Linked DNA regions of Mus musculus: region 1 is linked to region 2. The links are chromatin contacts, called in public HiChIP or PLAC-seq maps. All regions are on one chromosome and are shown on one strand. The core of a region is the stretch at or near the end of the contact, and the rest is flanking DNA. Distances in the headings are between cores, read along the strand shown. Region 1 overlaps Hlcs (holocarboxylase synthetase (biotin- [propriony-Coenzyme A-carboxylase (ATP-hydrolysing)] ligase)). Region 2 overlaps Gm31175 (a long non-coding RNA gene).

Region 1 (6,265 bases), core at 115-2,614, 190 kb before region 2:
TCCAGCAGGACACAGGTACCAGTTAGTGGGGTGAGGTGCTTGTACCTAATTATCAGAACTGTATAAACCTGATGTGGCCTCACACACCTGTAACCACAGTGCAGGTAGTTCAGGATCACAGTTACATGGTGAGTTTAAGGCTAGCCTGTCTCATATGAAGCAAAGAAAGAAGTAAAAAGAAAGAAAAAAAAAAAGAGAGAGAGAGAAACAGCCAAGGGCTGGAGAGATGGCTCAGAGGTTAAGAGCACTGACTGCTCTTCCAGAGGTCCTGAGTTCAATTCCCAGCAACCACATGGTGGCTCACAACCATCTATAATGGGATCCGATGCCACCTTCTGGTGTGTCTGAAGACTGCGACAGTGTAATCACATGGAATAAATAAATCTTTAATAAAGAGAAACAGCCAATAAGGGAATCAATCTGGAGGACGTGGTTAAAACCTCATCCTTGTAGCTCACGCTCATCTTAGAGAAAGAAGCTATAGAGGCGGCTGCCATTTACAAGTGACCTGAACCCCTCTGGTGGCTGGAAGTGTTTTATCTGGAGTCTATAGGGTACAGACAAGTTAGCCCATAGTAACAGAGCCATGACCTGACCTGGGCCAACCCGGATATGCTCACTAGACATCTGGCTATGTCCTGGCAAGTCAGCCAGGGATGTTTGGCTACTGGGGCCCAGGCCAGATCTCATGACTTCCCATGAGTTGTGAAAATGTCAGGTTCGTCGGTGCCTGTTCATGCCACTAGGAAAGGTAGCTGTGTGCTCGGCCCTTTGCAGGGAGGGCATGTGGTGTGAAGGTGGAAGGTTGGTCGGCAGTCGTTTAATCTGTTTGTCTGTAACCAAGATGATCGCATTCCTTTCTTGGAGAGTACACACAGCCAGCCATTGATGTGGAAACTGAGAAAAAGCAAGACTCGGAATATTTAGAGTTTTTCTTTAATGCTTAACATGATTTCTGACCAGCATGAGATCCGGTTGTACTTCTGGTCCTAGGTGGACACATCACTGGGTGGCGAGCCTAAGACTACTCCCCGAGAAGGCTGTGAGCCTACAGCCAGGGGAGGCTGTGAGTAGGTCTACAGGTCTGGTGCAGTCAGACACATGTGATAAGAAAAACTTCTCAAACGTTGGTTTAGGGGTTAACACGAGTCCTAATTAGGAACAGTTTAGACAGGTTTAGAATGGCGTGTTCACGAGTGTGTTCTCGGAGGTGTGACCACTCACTCACCTGTGTCCACGTAGTATGGAGACAGAGGCTGAGCAGTGGGTGGGTTTACAAATGCATTGTATTAAAACCCTGTAAATGTGTAAAGAAAAAATAACTGTAATATCGTGTTGGGTAATGAAGCAGCTATTTCCCCTGTTTGTTAGGTCGCCTCTCCTCACTTCCTCTTTCCTGAGTTTGTTTTAAGGCTTATTTACAACCTTTGTTTTTCTTTCAAATAAAACACCTGTTTTGGAGCAAGAGCTTCATGGTTCTCACCTGCCCCTTACCAGGTTCTTATACGCGGGCACACCTCGGGGACAGAGAGGTCTGTTTCTGCATGGAGGGTATTCCGTCACTTGGAGAGCCCAAAGCCACATACTTTCTGCGTTGCACAAGAAGTCATTCATCATTTTCAGTTTAGACAAAATGCTAACACTCCCCGAAGAGTATTCAAATTAGCAAGGAGAAGGGTGAGGTCAGTGGCTGGTAGAGGAGCTTCTCCTAGGCCGTGGGAAGGGCATGGGGAGCAGGAAGAGTCCAGAGAGGATGGGAGCCTAGTCCTGCCTGTGGGTTCCAGAGGTCACCGGAATGGTAATGGAGTTTTCACAGTTTGGAGCTGGAGAATGTGTGTGTATGTGTGCAGCGTTTACCCAAAACCGAAAGTGCCTGGTGGGGCAGGTGGCCATGTTAACAGCCTGGAAACCTTGGGCTACTTTTAACAGCCTGGGGTGCAAAGTGACTCTCTCAGCCTGTCTGGGCCAGCTTCCTTGTTTGTAAGGTGAGAGGGCTATGCTGTATCTGTGGCTTAAGAATGTCTAATATTGCAATTCTTTCTTTTTATTCTTTTCTCATATATCACATCCCAACCACAGTTCTCCCTCCCACCCCATGCCTCCCCGTCTCTTCCTCCCCACCTCTGCCTCTCCTCAGAAAAGATCAGGTCTCCCAGGGACATCAACCCACCAGAGTCATTACAGTAAGACCTAGCACATATCATTACGTCTAGGCTGGACAAGGCAGCCAGTAGGAGGAAAAGGGTCCTACAAGTAGGCAAAAGAGTCAGGGACAGCCCCACCCCCACTGTTAGGAGCTTATTTTGTTTGTTTTTTTGTTTTTTGTTTTGTTTTTGTTTTTTGTTTTTGTTTTTCGAGACAGGGTTTCTCTGTGTAGCCCTGGCTGTCCTGGAATTCACTTTGTCGACCAGGCTGGCCTCGAACTCAGAAATCCGCCTGCCTCTGCCTCCCGAGTGCTGGGAAGGAGCTTATTTTTTTAAGTAATAAACTCCTTCTCAAATGAGGTAAATACAGGAATCTACATACAAGTAGCCACAGGGGCTTTCCCAGCCTTAGGGCTTGCATGGAGGCTGGACAGGAAGGTACCTGAAGTCCTTCAGGCTGGGATACTCCCTTGCTGGCTGACTTCTTTTATTTTGAGCTCTCACGTTCTCTCCTTTAAGCCCTTTATGCCTCCTGGAGGTGCTGTTCAGTCGGAAGGTAAACTCGCTTTTCCCTGCGGATGTTCCATGCCACGGGAGAGTCTTATTCACAGCACACGGTGTCATGCGAAGTTCTCGACTTCTCCAGGGTTGCCCTAGGGACGGATGGCCAGAACTCCCTCTGGCACCCAGGGAAATCTGCGTGGGCCCCGTGGCCCTCTCATACTAAGTAGCCACTGTCGTGGGTGGAAGTGGGGAGCAGTTGTCTGGGTGAATGTTTAAATGCTTCCCCTGGAAGGAACTGTGTCCTGGGGTCACTTCCAAGCCAAACAGCCAGACTTTGGGGGAGCTGGGATGGCCCAGTGTGGTAGTACCCACCTGCCATCTCAGCTTTTGGGAGGCAGAGGCTGGAAGATTGGGAACCCAAGGCTGTCTTCAAGTGTGTAGTAGATTCCAAGACCAGCTTGGAATATGTGAAGCCCTGTCTGAATACTGGTTAAATAACTGGTTGGCTGTTTAAGTCAGTAACTCCATGGACTGCAGAGGAGTTGGTGGCACTGCAGTAAGAACTCAGCTGCCCTGGGAGCCGCCCCGGCCCACAGAGCCATCTGGAGGCTTGAGAGGCCCAGGACGGTGGAGGGAGGGGAAAGTTCAGCAGAGGGGGAGGACGCTGTCTCAGGTGAGGTCTTACTAACATTTTAGACCTTAGAGTTCCTTCCAAGCTTGTTTGGCTGGTCAGCAGGTAACACCTAGGCTCTGCCTGGCCCCATGAGGGAGGGTCCTTATGCTTGGAACGAGGTGCAGAGTGCGAGGTAGAAGCTTATGCAAGTTCTGCCTTCTCCCTTTTCTGGAGCTTTTAATCCTCTCTCCTTCGTTTAGTGTCCTCTCCACTTTTGAAAACAATCCATGGAGCTTTGTCATCTCAAACGAACCAAACAAGATATAATCTGACTTTTAGCTTTCCTCGATATCTGTAGAGGAGATCCAAGATGCTTGGGTGTTGTGATCCGCGACTGTGAATCTCAGGCGAGAACCTGCACTCCTGCGGGAGGCCCGTAGAATGCTTGCACAGCCCTTATTTTGGGCCCTTTTTTCCTCCTTTCACCGGTGGCTGCCAACCTTAGGGGCATTTGTGGAAGTGAGGGCATCTCCCATGCCCCGCATCAGGTGGACAGTGTTTTCCAGACCCATTTTCTCTTAGATCTGAAAGGCCAGCCACCCACTGCAGTCCGCCTGTGCCCCATTGCGTCTGAACAGCCACAACGAGTCTCTCCTGTCACAGGCTCAGTTAACAGTTACTGACCTCATGCCAGCTCCATCTCTCTGAATGGAAATTATAGACTCACCTCATTCCACAGTGGAAATCTGACTGTGACTCTAAATAGAAAAAACACTTAGTCCTCCCTGTCCCAAGTGCTTGGCTGTGTCTCTGTTGGTTTGACTACTGTTGATTGCCGTTATGGACTTTCTTGTCCCATATAGTTTGTTTTCTAAGCCTCCCCGTCCTACTAGTGGAATGGGCTGCTTGTTCCTCTGTGCCATTGTCTGTGGATGCAGATAGCAACACGGATGAGCCTTTTCTGAGACCTACATTAGGTGACGGTGGCCACACCCAGGGCCTTGTCTTAGGTGACAGCCCCGGTCCTGACTAGCAGCTCTCTCTCTGTGTCCTTAAGTAGCAGCTGGTACAGGACATTTCTAGTTAATACAAACTTCCTGTGAGAGCCGAGGCTGCCTCTCTCTTTACCTTCTGTCTCGTTCATGGTAACCCTTCAGAGGTCAGCCACAGTGAATGCAATTATGTAGGTCTCGAGGTCTAATGTTTTGTGAACTTGAAAACAAAACTGTAATAATGATTAGATTTTAAAAAATAAACAGTGCCAGAGACCTATGGGGCAGTATGAAAATGTCTAGTACATGTATAATCAGAGGTCCAGGAGGACAAGAGAGAGAAAAAATATTTGAAGAAATAACAGCCAGATGTTCCCCCAGTTTAACAAAAGACATAAATTTACAAGTTCAAGACATTTGCAAACCGAAGCAAAATAAATACAGTGAAATGCACCTAGATCCCCTGTACTCGGTGCCAAAGCCCCAGATGACGAAGGAATATGTCAGTCAGTCCAAGGAACTGGTGCTGCACGTTCACAAGAGTGGAGTGGCCTTCTCAGAAGCCACACAGTCCAGAAGACTGTATTTACAGAGTCAGAACTATGTTTTATTATTTTTTAAAGATTTATTTATTATTATACATAAGTACACTGTAGCTATCTTCAGGCACACTAGAAGAGGGCGCAAGATCTCATTATGGGTGGTTGTGAGCCACCATGTGGTTGCTGGGATTTGAACTCAGGACCTTCGGAAGTGCAGTCAGTGCTCTTACCCTCTGAGCCATCTCTCCAGCCCCTCTACCCCCAGAACTATGTTTTTAAAGGGCTCAAAGAAAATAAAGCTGTCGATCCGGACTGGTACATAGAACAACACGCTTGTGCAGCAAAGGCCAATGTTTTCAGATGAACAGCTGACCATGGAAGGACAGGAGAGAGCAAGCTCCCGGGAGTGCAGAGGACGCATGCGTGCCGTGTGGACACTCGGGCCTGGGTGCTGGCGTGCTCTGCACTGGGTGTTAGAACCCTCAGGAGGGCTAGTTGGAAGGGTGGGTCGCTAGGGACGGGCCTTGAGGTTAGATAGCTTGTACCCACTTCATCCCACTCTGCTTACTCCTGACACCGTGTGATCAGCTGCCTCACACTCCTGCTGTCATGCCCCTCCCCCACCACCTTGTGGGACTGAACCCCAAGCTGTGGCCAAAACCAACCCTTCTTTCTTTAACTGAGTTTGCAGCTAACCCTAGTTACAGCAGCGAGGAACGTACCTAATCCACAGAGTTTCAGCTGCCATCTCGGGCGGTCCGCATGTAGACATGGTGCCTTATGTCAGCTCTGGCCTCCTGGACAATGATGGGTGCAGTCAGCCATTGCTGCATAGCACATTGCTAAAAGAAGGTATGAATTTGGAATGGAGGCTGTAATCCCTAGGGTAGCCATGAAGGTGAAAGATTCAGGGCAAAACCAAGCTGAGGGGCTGGAGATGCTCAGCAGTTAAAGGCACTGGCTGCTCCTTCCGAGGACCCAGGTTGGGTTTCCAGAGTCCACGTGAGACTCACCCCCATCTGTAACTCCACTTCCAGGGATCAAATGCCCTGTTCTGACTCCTGAGGGTACCAGGAATGTACATGGTTTGCATTCCTTTGGAAGCTCTGGCCACTAGTTGAGTGGCCTGACCTCAGTTATTTTTCTACATAGACCCCATATCGGGATATTATATAGTATGTAAACTGTAGCATATACTTACAATGGAGCTACAAAAGGAAAAACAACCAGGCCATGGAGGCGGTCCATGGTTCCAAGTGCTTACCACCATCCATGAGAGTTCAGTTCCAGGGGCCCACATGGAATTGGGTAGGAGGAGAGACCAGACTACCAAAAATTGTTGTATATTGTCCACATACATGCCACAGCACATACACGCCATACATGTTACATACAAACGTACACACACAGAGAGATTAATACATGTGACAAAACAAAGAAAATTACTCAGCAATTAAGGTTCAGGCTGAT
Region 2 (5,883 bases), core at 1,922-4,421:
ATACTAGGAACTACTGGGTTCTGCAGGGTATCTGGCCTACAAGGGACTTGGGAAGAGGAGGGCAGATAGGTGTAAATTACTTGAACAAACAGAGCAATTAGACTCCCCTTGTTCAAGAGATGGGCAGTAGAACTACCCTGCATCTCTCTTTGAATCAGAGTCTCATGTAACCCAGGCTGGCCTTAAACTTGCTATGTAGCTGAAGACAACCTTGACCTTCTGATCTTCCTGCCTCTCTGGGTGCTGGCATTACAATTGTTTACTAATGCGACTGGTTTAAGAGGTGTCGGGGATTGAACCCAGGGCTTCATACACTGTAGGCAAGCATTCTGCCAACTGAGCTGCATCCCCAGCCTTTGCCTCTCTCCCTCCTCCCCTCTCTCCTTCCCTTCTTTCTTTCCTTCTTTCTTTATTTTCCCTGCTGGATTTGGGTGTCAGCTCCTTGCTCCTTCTAGGCTGATGCTCTGCCTCTGAATGTGTCCTAGCTCAGAAATCTATTTTGCTTTCACATAAAGAGCAGCTTTTCATAACTCTGTCTCCCTCCCTGGCACAGATTCTGTCCCAGGGTCTGCTCTGTAGGACTAAGGTTCAGGGAGACTGGGTAGATGACATGCAGGCTCTTCTCAGAGCCACCTACTCGGGAGACAGGAAGGGGACAGTCTTCCTGGACTTGGCTTTTTTTTTTTTTTTTAATCTCCCTTCCATCTGGTCAGAAACCTTTGATAAAAGGAGACAAGTGTGGTTCAGTTTTATTTTGAGCCATTTGACTAGGGTCTGACTTCTTAGAGGGTTTATGGAAATACAAAAAAAATCATATAAAGCTTATTTTAATTTCACATATGTTACAAATCAAAGGAACCATTGTGCAAAACGGTATGCCAGTGACCTGAGATGGTCTGATATCTGAAGCCATTTCCAGAACAGATTCACAGCTCCAGACAGAGACTATGTAGGTTCCCTAAGATGCCCTGAGTGAAGAGGCGTGTAGTCATGACACACCAAAGCCCAGGCTTTTGTTTTGTAAGACATTTTTACTGTGGAGGCAGGAGCTGTGGCATTTGTTGTTTTTTATTAAAGAGAAAAAGGCCGTTGCACTAGAAAGGAAAAGAAAACATTTTCCAGATACCCCGTGATTCATCCACCAATGGCTTTATGAAGATCTGTTCCGTGACATTTATTGCATTTTTGGCGAAAACTGAAAAGAAATGAAAACGGAAAAAAATGGTCAAAATTAATGATGGCCCCGCACAGTCACATGACTGTCCTAAAAGGGAAAGCTCGTCCATGTCTAAGCTGGGAAGAATTTATAGGCAGGCTATGTTATTTTAAAGCATTCCTCACAGCAACATCAAACTCAAATTTCATATCTCCGGGGGCAAATTGGAGTCCATTTGATGAGTGGCATCACGTTGCTGTTCCCCACAGTGTTTTGTCAGGAACTCTCTTCCCCCTCCAGCAGGGTCCATGAGGCTTAGAGCGAAAAGATGGGACGTTGTACCTTCTTCTGACTTGGAAAACCGCACACTCCACAGGGAGAATCAAGTCTCTGGCATGTGTTAAAACTGCCCTGCCTGCCCATTAGCATCTGGGAAGACATCTTAGACAATATCTTGGAAGCTCAGGCTTAGGACTAAGAACCAGGAGAGATGGCTAAGGAATGTGGTGCAGGCGCTGATACTCCAACCTCATGCTTTACAGCCAGCAGGCAAGCCACATTGCTACTCAGTGCCTCAGTTTCCCCAGGTTATCACACGACTGGAGATGCCTTGCCTGTAGTCATTAAGGTTGGTATCATGATCATTCATACCCATAATTCCCTGTTAAAGAATGATACATTTCCATCCCATTGACCATGGTTGGCCGTGAGGCAGGCTACACCTGAGGGCGTGGAGCTTACGTCGGGGGAATGCCTACTCTCTAACCAAGAAACGTTATGTGAGTGCACTCCTCTCTCGATGTTTTGCAGGGCATGGTTGCTTCATTGGTTGAGATCTCAGATGGGAAGATGTGAGACACAGAGCAGCAATGTAACCCAGTAACAGAAATGCATTTGCCCCTGTGGTCACAGAGAACATGGGGTTCTCTGCTACGTTAGACATCCCGACTGATCCGCCAGCTCAGAGCCCTCCTGTTCTGATATTTCCACATTGTGAATTGCCTCTGCTCCTGCCCTGAGTGGTCCCAGCTGGTTTCCCCATCTTTGCCAGCCTTCTGCCCTGACTTCTTTTATCAAGGTCTCCAGAGCAAAGGACTTTGACTCCCTACGAGGGAGGGCGGATACAACTAACAACCCAAACATGATTCTGAAGCTATCTGTGAAGTACATCGATGCTGGAGCCCAGAGTCTGGTGGTCTGGAGGCCTAAGAGGACCGCTAGGAAAGAGCTTATTTAGAGACAGGCTCCAGTGGTCATTACAGTTTTACATTACATTCTACTGTAGTGTTCTGGAACTCTCCAGGATGAAGATGGTGATACTTCAAGGATTCTTGGGTATCCTGCAGTGACAGGGGTAGGCTCAGGAAAGCATGCATGCGCTGTGACTAAGGTGGGACATTTACGCTCAGTTAAGTCCAACCAATAATAGCAAACATGGTGACAGTGGTCTGTACAAACTTCTCTGCAAGCCAGTCTTCATCTACCACTCAACTACTCAAGAGGCTGCAGCAGAAAGATCACCTGAGCCCAGGAATTCCAGGCCAGCCTGAGCAACGTGATGAGACCCTGTGTCCTAAAACAAAACCATGTTAAGTCTCAGTGAGTCTGTGATGAGGAGGTTCTTCAAGAGTGTAGATCTGTGAACTCTGGAGGCTTGTTTCTACCACCATGATGCTGGAGATGACCTGCAGGGTTTCACCATGGAAGCCATCTTCAGTCTACCCAATGCCTTGGAGGGTAAAGGAAAGATCTATCTCATGGGCCCAACCTTTAGGGATTACAGCATGACATTGTCATCTACTGTTTACACTTGAGATCTGTACAATCAGGTTACACTATAAGAATCACACACAGAGAGATCTCATGTCTTAACGATATTGACAATTTTATGTTGGGCCTCATCTGTAGTTTTTCAGGGCATCTGGTCAGACATGCTTGGAACTGTAAGAGTGGGGGGCTGTGGGGTGCGACTTGGAGGCAGTTTGTTAGGCCTTCATACATTCGTGTGTCTGTGCATCTGATAACAAATAGCTACTTCCTTTTTATATTTTTGGTTGTGAGCTTAACCTATAACAGCTTAGTCATCTCTCCAGCCTACTTCTTTTTTAAAAACACAAGAGGGTCCCATTCTCGGGGGACGAAGACCCCTTCTAGCCACAGCACCTGCTTGCTTTCTTTGCTTTGAGTGACTTTGGGCCTCCTGGCCTGTTGCCACTTGCATGGTTTTTCCTTTGATATTGGGCTGAAACCCACATGAAGCCTCTTTTGGGAGGTTGGCAGCTCACTCACAGCACTTTCCAGAGAAAAATGTTCACAGTGGCACAAACACATTGACTCCAGCGGTCAGTCACTGAGTCTCGGGATATCAAGAGGGAGCGAGTATTTAGGGTACTGGCAGTCATAAGCGAGCTATCCACGCTCTGAGTCTTTCTCAGTGCCCTCAGCAGCAGAGATCACGGTGGTCGCCTGCTGCCGCGTCGGTGTGCGGTGCCCAGAGGTTCACAGAGGACAAACAAGAACTGGGTCACCTCTTCCAGCACCTTCTCCCTGCCCTGCCCTTTCCCTGTTGATCCCATTTCATTTAGTTCCTTTTTCAAGACTGCTCAGTCTGACCCAGAGCATCTTGCTACCCAGGCACACTGCCAGTCTCCCTTCTTCCTCTGAAGTCTGTGATCGGGAGCATATTATTTGATTTTATGTTATATTATTATTATTAGAATGCCCCCTGCCAAAGCCATGCTGAAACTGGACTGGCATCATGACAGTATGAAGAAGTGAGACTTGGGGTTGGAGAGATGGCTCTGCAGTTAGGAGCACCAGATAGTACTCTAGAGGACCAGGGTTCAATTCCCAGCACCCACGTAGCAGCTTACAGCTATAACTCCAGTTTCAGGGGTCCATGGAACCAGGCATGTATGTGGTACACATGCAAATGCATGTGGGCAAATAAAGTAAACACAAATAAAATAAATCTTTAAAAAAAAAAAAGAGTGAGGCTTTAAGAAGGAGTGGACCAGGAGGGCTCTGCTGTCATCCAGTATGGACTGTCAGGGTCACAGAGATGCATGTCCTCACAGGATGTCCCGATGGGAAGCGGGAGCTTCGTCTGCTTCTGGTCTCACACTCCTTCTCTGGCAATGGATGTCCTCCACATTATGACACAGCAAGATGGCCACAGGAGATCCAGAACTTCATTTTGGAGTTTATGAAACACTAGATGTGTTATAAATTCATTTGCTTTATAAACCACCTAACTTGGAATATTTTGTCACAGGAACAGAAAAAAAAAAGATTAAGACAAATCTCATTCATGTTGGACAAGACATTTGTTAGGGCAGGCTCTGCAGTGTACACTCTGGGGTTGAGACCAAAGTGCATTAAGATTTCCTATCGCCGTGGAATAAATGCGGGGAGAAATAGATATGAAGTTGAGCGTGACAGAACGCCACCATGTGCGAGTTCGTGTCCCTCCCAGATCCATGTGGTGAAGCCAAGCTTGAAATGTAGCAGTGTGAACAGGTCGGATCTGTGGGAGATGATGAGGTATGGACAGGAGTGGTGGCCTAAAGTTCCAAGGCAGCTATCATCTTCTGCATCATGTAAGGACGCGCAGAAGACACCATCTGTGGGAGCAGCTCCCGGGAGGCACGGACTCTTAGTCGCTGTGCACCTCTATGCTTCCAGAGCTACAGGGGTGGATGAACGCTGCTTATAGATTACTCAGGTCTGGGGTACGTTCTTACAGCCACAGACGTGGACTGAGATCCCATTAGTCTCAAAAAAATTAATAAACAAAGCCATCGATCAGAAAATAAAAGCAATCCACTTTAGGGGAGAGAGGCATAGAGGTTTCCTTCCTTATCTGGAATAGCCTGGAGAAGCCTTAATGGTCCACACATCTTCCTCAGCTCCATCCTATCCAGACCCAGGCCCCCCTCACAGGGACGGAACTGATCTCAATCCCTCCTCTGACCTCAGCACCAGGCAGCCAAACACCCGCCCGAGGGTCGGGACCTTCTTTCCACTCCTGCTGTGGCATTCTTCCTCAAACACAGGCTGTTTGACTTTGTGAAGACCAGAACCAAGTCAACAGGAAACCTGGCCTGGACACATCCAGAGTCAAACAGATTCTGCAAACACTCAGGGTCTTGCTCTGTCTCTTCCCACCAGAAGCAACTTTGGGGAAAGGCCAGGGTGTTATGAAACTCCGCTGGTACAGGGTGCTCTGGGCTCTGACAGGCACAGGGTGGCTCTCCTTTGTTAAGAAAAGTCAGGGTCGGGGACATGCTTGGAGAAGCCATGAGCAGGACTGACACTACCCACCTTCTAACCAGCTGGGCAGTGGCCTTACCATGTATACCTGCACCCAGAGGCGGGAGGAGGTGGACCAGGCAGCATCCCTGCTGGGGAGTAGAGTCTCTCCCTCCATCTCTGGTCAGTGCATGCAGGAGAGTCACTTGAGGAGGCAGACCCGCTCACCAGGTAATCACAACAATGACCCAGTCAGCATGCCGGGCCTCCTGCTATCATAAGGTCCCATCAAACCCTGACCCTACCAGAGAGTGCACAAATTCCTCTCTGCTTGGCAGAGAGTCAAGAGTATATTTATAAAAAAAAAACCACACACACACACACACACAAATAAGAGATTTGAGTGTTTTAATAAATCACAGGAATGTAGGATTTCAGGTGAACCACAGAGGGAAAAACATCGGAAAAGAAATATG

Evidence for each region. HiChIP or PLAC-seq counts read pairs in DNA pulled down with a chosen protein or histone mark.
Region 1: an H3K27ac HiChIP or PLAC-seq map of the HPC-7 cell line shows a contact between it and region 2, with 7 times the contacts expected there. The contact joins two enhancer-like sites. A contact is called at or near these places in 7 of 484 Hi-C or Micro-C datasets (the AtT-20 cell line, the G1E-ER4 cell line, the N1E-115 cell line and 4 more), 6 of 115 datasets of contacts at active chromatin or transcription factors (the HPC-7 cell line, acute myeloid leukemia, bone marrow-derived macrophages and 3 more) and 4 of 9 other capture datasets (adipose tissue, embryonic stem cells, liver and 1 more).

Annotation. Positions count from the first base shown.
Region 1 is chr16:94,218,575-94,224,839 of GRCm38.p6, reverse strand. The region is part of intron 6 of Hlcs (holocarboxylase synthetase (biotin- [propriony-Coenzyme A-carboxylase (ATP-hydrolysing)] ligase)); the gene reads left to right. Among named protein-coding and RNA genes, the nearest start is that of Hlcs, 69 kb to the left of the region's middle. Within about 2 kb of position 1,364, at least 100 of the 459 cell types and tissues checked have an H3K27ac peak or open chromatin away from gene starts, as enhancers often do. A contact at or near this core is called in the G1E-ER4 cell line and the HPC-7 cell line, where this site is marked.
Region 2 is chr16:94,029,734-94,035,616 of GRCm38.p6, reverse strand. Gm31175 (a long non-coding RNA gene) reads left to right here. Exons shown (of 6, transcript XR_876272.2): 6 at 1,967-3,984. Among named protein-coding and RNA genes, the nearest start is that of 2410003I16Rik, 22 kb to the right of the region's middle. Within about 2 kb of position 3,171, at least 6 of the 459 cell types and tissues checked have an H3K27ac peak or open chromatin away from gene starts, as enhancers often do. A contact at or near this core is called in the G1E-ER4 cell line and the HPC-7 cell line, where this site is marked.